Regions from separate parts of the Rattus norvegicus genome. Here region 1 is linked to region 2. A link is a contact called in public Hi-C data. All regions are on one chromosome and are shown on one strand. Each heading gives the region's core, a stretch centred on a gene start, on an enhancer-like site or on the middle of the called end of the contact. The rest is flanking DNA. Distances are from core to core; before and after follow the strand shown.

The links. A called contact is a pair of places that touch in the nucleus more often than the background predicts.
Region 1: a Hi-C map of liver shows a contact between it and region 2, with 7 times the contacts expected there. The contact joins two enhancer-like sites. A contact is called at or near these places in 2 of 12 Hi-C or Micro-C datasets (hepatocytes and liver).

Annotation. Positions count from the first base shown.
Region 1 is chr2:104,426,446-104,430,615 of GRCr8, forward strand. Hps3 (HPS3, biogenesis of lysosomal organelles complex 2 subunit 1) reads right to left here. Exons shown (of 17, transcript NM_001107664.1): 11 at 4,004-4,170; 12 at 2,829-3,014; 13 at 2,258-2,446; 14 at 639-746. Cp (ceruloplasmin) reads left to right here. Exons shown (of 20, transcript NM_001270961.1): 20 at 369-674. Among named protein-coding and RNA genes, the nearest start is that of Hps3, 27 kb to the right of the region's middle. Within about 2 kb of position 2,521, at least 3 of the 93 cell types and tissues checked have an H3K27ac peak or open chromatin away from gene starts, as enhancers often do. A contact at or near this core is called in liver, where this site is marked.
Region 2 is chr2:103,947,456-103,951,372 of GRCr8, forward strand. The region is part of intron 2 of Dnajc5b (DnaJ heat shock protein family (Hsp40) member C5 beta); the gene reads left to right. Among named protein-coding and RNA genes, the nearest start is that of Trnar-acg1, 54 kb to the right of the region's middle. Within about 2 kb of position 1,671, at least 9 of the 93 cell types and tissues checked have an H3K27ac peak or open chromatin away from gene starts, as enhancers often do. A contact at or near this core is called in liver, where this site is marked.

The DNA.
Region 1 (4,170 bases), core at 1,271-3,770, 480 kb after region 2:
CAGAATTCCTAATATGAAATATTAATTTCTATATATGGCTTGCTACAGTGAGTAAACAAAAAAGAGAGGCGAAAATTATATTCAGTCCTCGGGCCAGCAAATGATACTAAAAGATACATTTAGCCCAGCCTTTACCATGTCGCATGCAGAAACAGTTATAGTCAGAATTCCTATAACATAATTGTGTCCCACAATTCTTTTGAAAAATTCTCTTCTGGGGTTAAACTGACTACTTTGACATATTTTTCATAAGACAGATGATGCTATTGGTTGGGTAGGTATGAAGTCTAAATTGTGTTAAGCCACATTAAACAAAGCTCAAGCTTACAATAGATGCCTATATATATGGACACTTTTATTTCCCACAGGTGTTTTCAAGAACATTCTAAAAATGAAGATGGTTGTACAGCTCATTTCCCTGCAACAAGACCAGTCCCTCAGCTCAGGGGCTTCCTCCATCACCAGTTCCATCCAGGAGCCAGGATTCCAAAGCTCCTAAATGTGATCAACTATAGACTTTGCCCCTCAAAAGCTATATTCTAAATTAACAAGACATGTGCTATCACGCCATATTTAAATTGTATACGATATCGAAATATATTGCATATTTTAAAAGTAAAAGAGGCATTTTTATTTACCTGTAGTTTCAAAAGGTCTTCTGTGTAATTTTTATCAGCTAAGGAATCAGACGTCATTAAGACATGAACCCATGGATATACTAGGCCATAATGACTGCAGGCGTTTATCTGAAACATTACAGAAATGTGTCACGAGTCAAATATAACAATAGCAAAACAATTTCTTCATCTATTCATTAATCCTCTGCCACATCTTAGACTCAGCTACATACTCTCCTAAGAAAAGGAAGCTATGCAGAAAGTATTTCCCTGGAAAAGGTTGCAGTCTCGTTGGTTCCACATCAAATAGTCTGCAATAAATATTTCCTAATATTTTGAAATTTAAAAAATTCTACAGAAGTGCTTTCTAGAAAAAAAAAGAATAGCACTGCTCCTAGGATAATTACACTCAAAAAGAGTAAAAGAAAATAGTGGAAGTAATTTTTATTTATAGCATTTTGGGGGTGACAAAATATCCTTTTAAGTTCTCATGATGATTGCCAGGATGTATCCTTTATCCAAGAAATTACACTGCTGACCTTTCCAGGCACTGGATAGTACCCTCAGTAGTCATAGCAACAGGATTCAAAGGAAAACAGAGCAGGATGGGTGTCAAAGGCTGTCCTCGCTGCCTACAACACATCTGAAGCCCAAGTGTGCCCTGACAGGGAACGGGACAGTGCAGTAGCCCCTTGCCCCAGCCCTTTCAAACCTACTCGGAGGCAACCCTTCTAGGTAAAGCCCCTCATACACCACAGCACTGTAGGGTGGTAATAAAGGAGCATTAATAACTAAAGGCTGCATTCTTTATTTCGAGGGTGTGGAAATTGAGATAGGTGGGGTCTCATGTGTAGCCCTGGCTGGCCTGAAAAATCCCCTTTTAGACCAGGCTGGCCTGGAAATCACAGAGATCCACCAGCCCCTGCCTTCTGAGTGGTAAGATTAAAGGCATTTACTATGACACCTGACTTCCCAGTGGTAGTCTTACCATTTTATTTATTTATTTATGTGTGTGTGTGTGTGTGTGTGTGTGTGTGTGTGTGTGTGTGTGTACGCACATGCAGAGGTTAGATAACAATTTCAGGAGTCAGTTTTCTCCTTCTACTGTGGGTCCCAGGGATGAAACTTGGGTCATCGGACTTGGCAGCGAGGGCCTTTACCAGATAAGCAATCTCAGCAGCCCCAGTTGGTATTCTTTAGATCGGGAAAGTATGCAAGATGTAGTTAACTTCAGTCATAGGTATGTCCTAAGCATTAAAAATAAGGTAGGGGCTAGGAAGATAGCCTCAGTGGGTTTTTACCTCACAAGAATGAAAGCCTGTCTTTGAGTTCTAGAACCTGGAAAATGTCAGGTGCTGTGGTACAAGTTTGCAATCTCAATGTTGAGGAGGCAGAACTAGGCCTCTGGCCAGCCAGTATCCTACATGCCAAGGACAGACCCTGTTTCACAATAAATGGACAGAGTCCCTAAGAGTGACACCTGAGAGTGACCTTTACTCTGTACATAGGGCATCTGCATCTGTGCATCTGCACTGCACTAGCTCCCTCTCTCAAAAAAAAACAAAACAAAACAAAAAAAAAAACAAAAACAGATTATTATAGCACACAATGTATACATTTAACGTATTTTACTGTCTTACCAAATCCTCTGCTGTTCTCAATGGTAAGGTATCAGGACAATGCCTCTTAGATAACCTCCAGACGTACTGAGATATGAGCTTGAAAAAGAGTTCCTCAAGAACCACATCTGGGAGACAAGCTACGAGCTGAGCTTCCCAGAAGTCTACCAAAAGCTGCGGAACCATGTCTTCATCCTTTCCACACAGCACCTAGAAAGGAGTGCATCCCGCATAAATGCAGAGCAAGTGACAGAGAGCAGAGCCACTGCTCCACCATGTGGTCAGAGAGCAGAGCCACTGCTCCACCATGTGGTCAGGGAGCAGAGTATCGCCATGTGGTCATGCAGTTCATAGTTTTGGCTTGACTGCCACGGCAAGAGCAAAGTTACACATTTTCTGTTAATAAGAAACAGTCTCTAGGTGGCATGCATGGAGTTTCTGCAGAAAGTCTTTTAATCTGTATGCTTACATTATAAACTGATTATACAGAAGCCTGCTTTTCAATGACTGAAACTTCTTTTCAGTCTATTCCCTACTCTCCTTTGGTTTCTATCTGATCACTTAGAAATATTACATTTTCAATTGGACGAACCTTAAAGAAAGAATCTGCTTCTTCGATTCCAATTTTACCATTCTTCTGTAAGCCCAGGACTGAAGCCACAAGCAATCCAGGCTGAGTTTCCTTCAAGTCAATTGCAAGTTCCGTAGGAACAATCTGTCCTTTCCACTGTTGAATTAACAGCCGAGGTTCCAGAATGAAGCCATACACCAGCTGCATCTTCAGATTAAAAAATAAATGTTGGAATGAAAAGTACATCACATCTACATTCATCTCATCCTGGGGTCTTCATGATTTAGGGGCCAGTTAACACTGTATTTCTGGGTTTTAGCCACAGAAACTAGCTCTTATTCCCAAGAAGAATATTATCTTTCTCGTATAAATTATTGATAGATAACTAAACTTAGAGATGTCCCATTTTTGTAGAGTTTTAGATTAAAAATACATACATACATATATATATGTATGTACACACACACACACACACACACATGTCCTAAGTCTAAGTCTTTTCAAAGCTATAGAAAGGAAACTCTGATTTTCAGAACTCTTTAAAGCAGATTCCCGATGCCGACTTGTCCTCAGAGCCAGCCACCTCCTAGTATAATGATGCTTCCATATTTCAGAAAGCAGTTACACCGTGAGCATTTGGCCAAGCAGGCAACAATAAGAACATGCCTAGGTTTTAAAGTCCCCCTGCCTGCTCAATGCTGACCAACTGTGCAATCACTAACACGATATTTTAGCTATCTCATGTGTGACAGTTAAAGCAACACTGATCTCAGCACTCAACAAGAATTAAGTAAAATAATACACAAGCAACTTAGAATAGGAATTTTTGTACCTACTACACTCCTGTGGCTTACAGCCAATATCCTCCTTTCTGTACTTAAGAAACTCACCAGTCTGTTGGGCTTTCAGTGAATACCTACTCTCATTGTTGGCTCTGAGCATAGCTTTTATATTCTGTACACACATAATATTCTAAATATATGTGGTCCTTCCATGATGAAAGATCTTTCAGTAGCCACTGCTACTTATATTCATCAATCTTTTTTTCCATTTGACAGATTTCCAAGTTCCAGCTAATACTGTTATCTGTTACTAAGAAACCATGAGGGGCAAAGAAGCCAGAAGAAAGTCCAATGCCTCAAGAATTACTCCAATTCTCTTTCAGGCTTCTGTTAACACCAGGCATTGTACTATACCTCTGAATGGCTTTTCATTTCATTCCTGTACATGTCAAGATTTCCCATTTTCAAGGCCACTGCAGCCTTGGTCAAGGTCACTAAGACTGGTGAAGCCCCACAGGTGTCCAGCTTCCTTAAGTAATGCAAGGCAATTAAAGGATCAATATTCTTCATAGACGGACTGG
Region 2 (3,917 bases), core at 421-2,920:
TGTTCATCTGTGTCTATAAGTTGTCAAGCTGTGTCTGTCACAGTTATGCCCAGAACTTTTTGTTCGCTGTGCTATACGCTGAGCTGGGAACTCAGACTTGCCTATCACCACTCCACCACTCTAGATCAAAACCTTTACAGAGCTATGTGAAAGAATTTGCTTCTTCTGGTGCAGAGGGATAACTAAGTTAACCAATGGGATATAATGGACTCTAAATATCCAGAGGAGAGACTTTAAAATAAACAATAGTATTCCCCAGTAGATACCAGCAAATAACAATGCAATAAAGGGAAATGTATTAAAAAAATGAAAGATTCACATACAGCATATACAGAATTTTTTCTTACATCATACAAAAGTTATAAAAGGCAGAAATATACTATTTCCAAAAGTTTTTCTATATGTAACTATATAAAATATATAACTAGCGGTATTATAAATCATAGCATTACATATATAGAGATATATGTATACATGTAAAACATAAACATGTACAGATAGAGACTGGTTTATATAGGCATGTACAGAATCAGACTGGCACATCAAGGTGCTCGCTCACCCCAAATGTTACGGTACTCGTTTTCTGTATCTTCACTTGTGCCTCTCCCGAGTCCATGAGGGCACAGGGGCCTTGATTCCCCACTGTCACACGGAGCCCCAGATGTTCCATGGCCATGCTGCTGGCAGGTTTCTAATCCTGCAAGCTGTGACTATGGCGGCTCACCTTCTTATCTGGCATGGTCTCCTCCTCACCGCAGGCAATCTTCTCTAGAAAAAGGTCTGTTTTCTGGGATCTAATGTGATCCGGGTTTTTCTGTCTTTATTACAGACTGTGGCTATATTTTTCTAGTTAATTTTCCACACACCATGAGAGGCTTATGAAAGAACGGGTTCTATTGAAATGGGGTCTGGGTTTCTCCCAGTTTGCTCTCCCAATCCTCTCCTCATTCCTCCCCACTCAACTTCCTTTTTGTGTCCTATCCCTTCCCCCCCACACACCATGCAATGTTTTCTCTCTCTCAAAAATGAAGTAAACAAAATATAAGGATATTTAAAATAAACAAAAAACCACTACGATGAAAAATGCCAAACAAAACAAAAGGAAACAAAAAGCCCAGTTGGCACTGGCTCTGCCATAGGGATCTCTAACATAGGAGATAGCAGTGAATGCTGTTTCTTCGTTTTAGCACCCTGCAGACAGATTTCCTCTGAAGTCAGAGAGGACACAAGTTTTATGGCTGAATAGAGGAAGAAATGGAGATATCTTCACAATAGTAACCAACCTTAAAAACTGAGTTCAGAGGCAGAAATGTACAGGGTCTTTGATCACAGCACTAGGAAGGGAGAGGTAGGCAGATGTTAGATCTCTTAAGTTCAAGGCCAGCATGGTCTACAAAGAGTTCCAGGACAGCCAGTGCTCCACAGAGAAACCCTGTCTTGAAAAATCAAAATAAATAAATGAATAATAATAAATAATGAATAAATAAATAAAATAATAACTAAAAGGAGACAGAAATGTGTTTAGCAGGAGGAAGGCAGCTAGAGACACAACCATGCCACGGTAGTGTGTGGTTGAGTACATCCCAAAAGTTCTCCTCTGATATCCCAACGCATGAAGGGACAACTGGGTGAGCCTGTCAGAATCTGCCCCAGGTGACTCAGAGGCTGGCGGATGGTAGGAGGGGTTGGTCTCATCTGACAGTGTTGGCTATGACCTCCTGGTTTTCTCCCATATGAGCCACTTTTGGAAAGCAGAGAGATGTTTAGAGATGAACTCGCACATTCTAGTTGAATAGCACGTCACTTTTACATGTAAAATTAGAAATGGCAAGAAATACCTTTAACACAAACAGGTGGTTGTTCTATTTAAATGGAGTCTGAGCACTTCCTCATCCAGAGAACCTTTCATGTCTTGTTTGCTCTGTAGACAACCCCCAAGCAGGTGGGGTGTTCATTGAGTTCACCTGCTTGAGCAGTTGTGTAATTTTGGCAGCTGCCACTGCTTTGCCATCTGTGCCAAGGAAACTCAGAGCCAAGAGTGTCTGCCAGGAGGAGTCAAAACACTGCTGACAACGAGGACTTGGATTTGCTACAGATGGAGGCGTTCCAGCCCTCCAAATCAGCCAACTCCATTGTTAGGGGAGTGTGATAAACGGCTGAGTGCATCTGCCCTTGTGAGCTGTCAAAGATCCAACAGGGTAACGAATGACAGGAAGCCAGGCTTCTGCCGTAAGTCTGGGTAGGATATATGAGTGTTCCTCTGAAGCCTGAAAACAAGGCGAAGTTTACAAGAACCATTTTTTCAGGGAATTTTTCCTTTCTGGGCAGAGGTCATAGTCCTTCCATTGGGTTGGATAACACAGGTATGTGGAGACCTACCAGGGAGAAAGGCCGCGCTGTGAGATTCCAGGAAGGGTACACCACAAGGCCAGCTGCTTGAAGCATGCTTGAGGGATCGAGACGAAGAGCACTATATATATATTTTAAAACATTTCTTTTATCTTCTCTGAACTATATAAAATATATAGCTAGCCTTATTATAAATCATAACATTACATATATAGTAATGGGTCATTTAAGGCAACAAAACCTGAATTTCCTGATGTTTCAGAAAAAGACATTTTATCACCAGAGTTTCAAGATGCTTTGACAAAAACATATAAGAAGTATTTATATACAAGCAAAAATAAAGCAAAGAATTGCCTGTAATCCTAACGTACAGCCATAGACACTTAATTTTGGTTATTACTTTTCCTTTTCCTATTTCCCGTTTTTCTGCTTTCCTTTCCTTTTTCTTTTTTAATTATTACTTCCCCACTTCAGAGCGTGCTTTAGCACATGTGTATGGTTGGGATCAGTGTGAAGGATTTCCAGGGCATTAACTCTGTCGTCTTTTCCGAGTCCATGGCTTTTACAGCCTTTCTGTGTTAGTGGTTTGAGGGACTGCTCTTCTGAAATACCTTCTTCCCCTCAGTCCTAAAACTTTGCACTGTCTAGATTTTTCCTTTTTTTCATTGATCCTTGCTTTTTATTGTTTAAAGAGGGATTTTTGTTTGTTTTTGTTTTTTGGGTTTTTTTTTTTTTTTGTTTTTGTTTCTGTTTTTGGAAATAGTTTGGCTTTAGGTGCATGGCTGGGCTTTCTTTTCTTTTCTTTTTTTTTAAATTTATTTTACTGGTTATTTTATTTATTTACATTTTAAATGTTATCCCCCTTCCTGGTTTCCCCTCTGCAAACCCCCTATTCCCTCTGCCCTGCTTCTATGAGGTGCTCCCGCCTCACCACCGTAGCATTCTCCTATGCTGGGGCATGGAGCCTCCACAGGACCAAGGTCCTCCCCTCCCATTGATGCCAGATAAGTTCATCCTCTGCTACATATGCAGCTGGAGCCATGAGTCCCTCCATGTGTACTCTTTGGTTGATGGTTTAGTACCTGAGAGTTGGGAGGGGAAAGGGTCTGGTTGGTTGATATTGTTGCACTTCCTATGGGGTTGCAAACCCCTTCAAACTTCTTTCAGTCCTTTCCTTAACTCCTCCATTGGGGTTCCTGTGCTCAGTCTGATGGTTAGCTGGGCTTTCTTAAATCCTACCCCAAAGTCCAGTCTTTAGACTTCTTGGACCACTTTGAACTCTCTTGTAGTTTTGTGATTGTACATATCAGCCGCCTATGGACAACTTCCAAATGTGGGTCTCTTACAGTATTTTCCTTCCGAATTCTGGACTCACAGCTCTCTAGATTCACTTAATATTTTTGGCATCTCACGTATCCAAAATAGAACCTGTAGACCCCATCAAAACTTTCTCAGTATAAGAAAGTACCTTGCTATCTTATCAAACACAGTAACCAACTCTGCTTGCTAAGCCCCGGACTTTGCTCTTACTCTCACCTTTCTTTCACCCCCCACATCTAAATCATCAC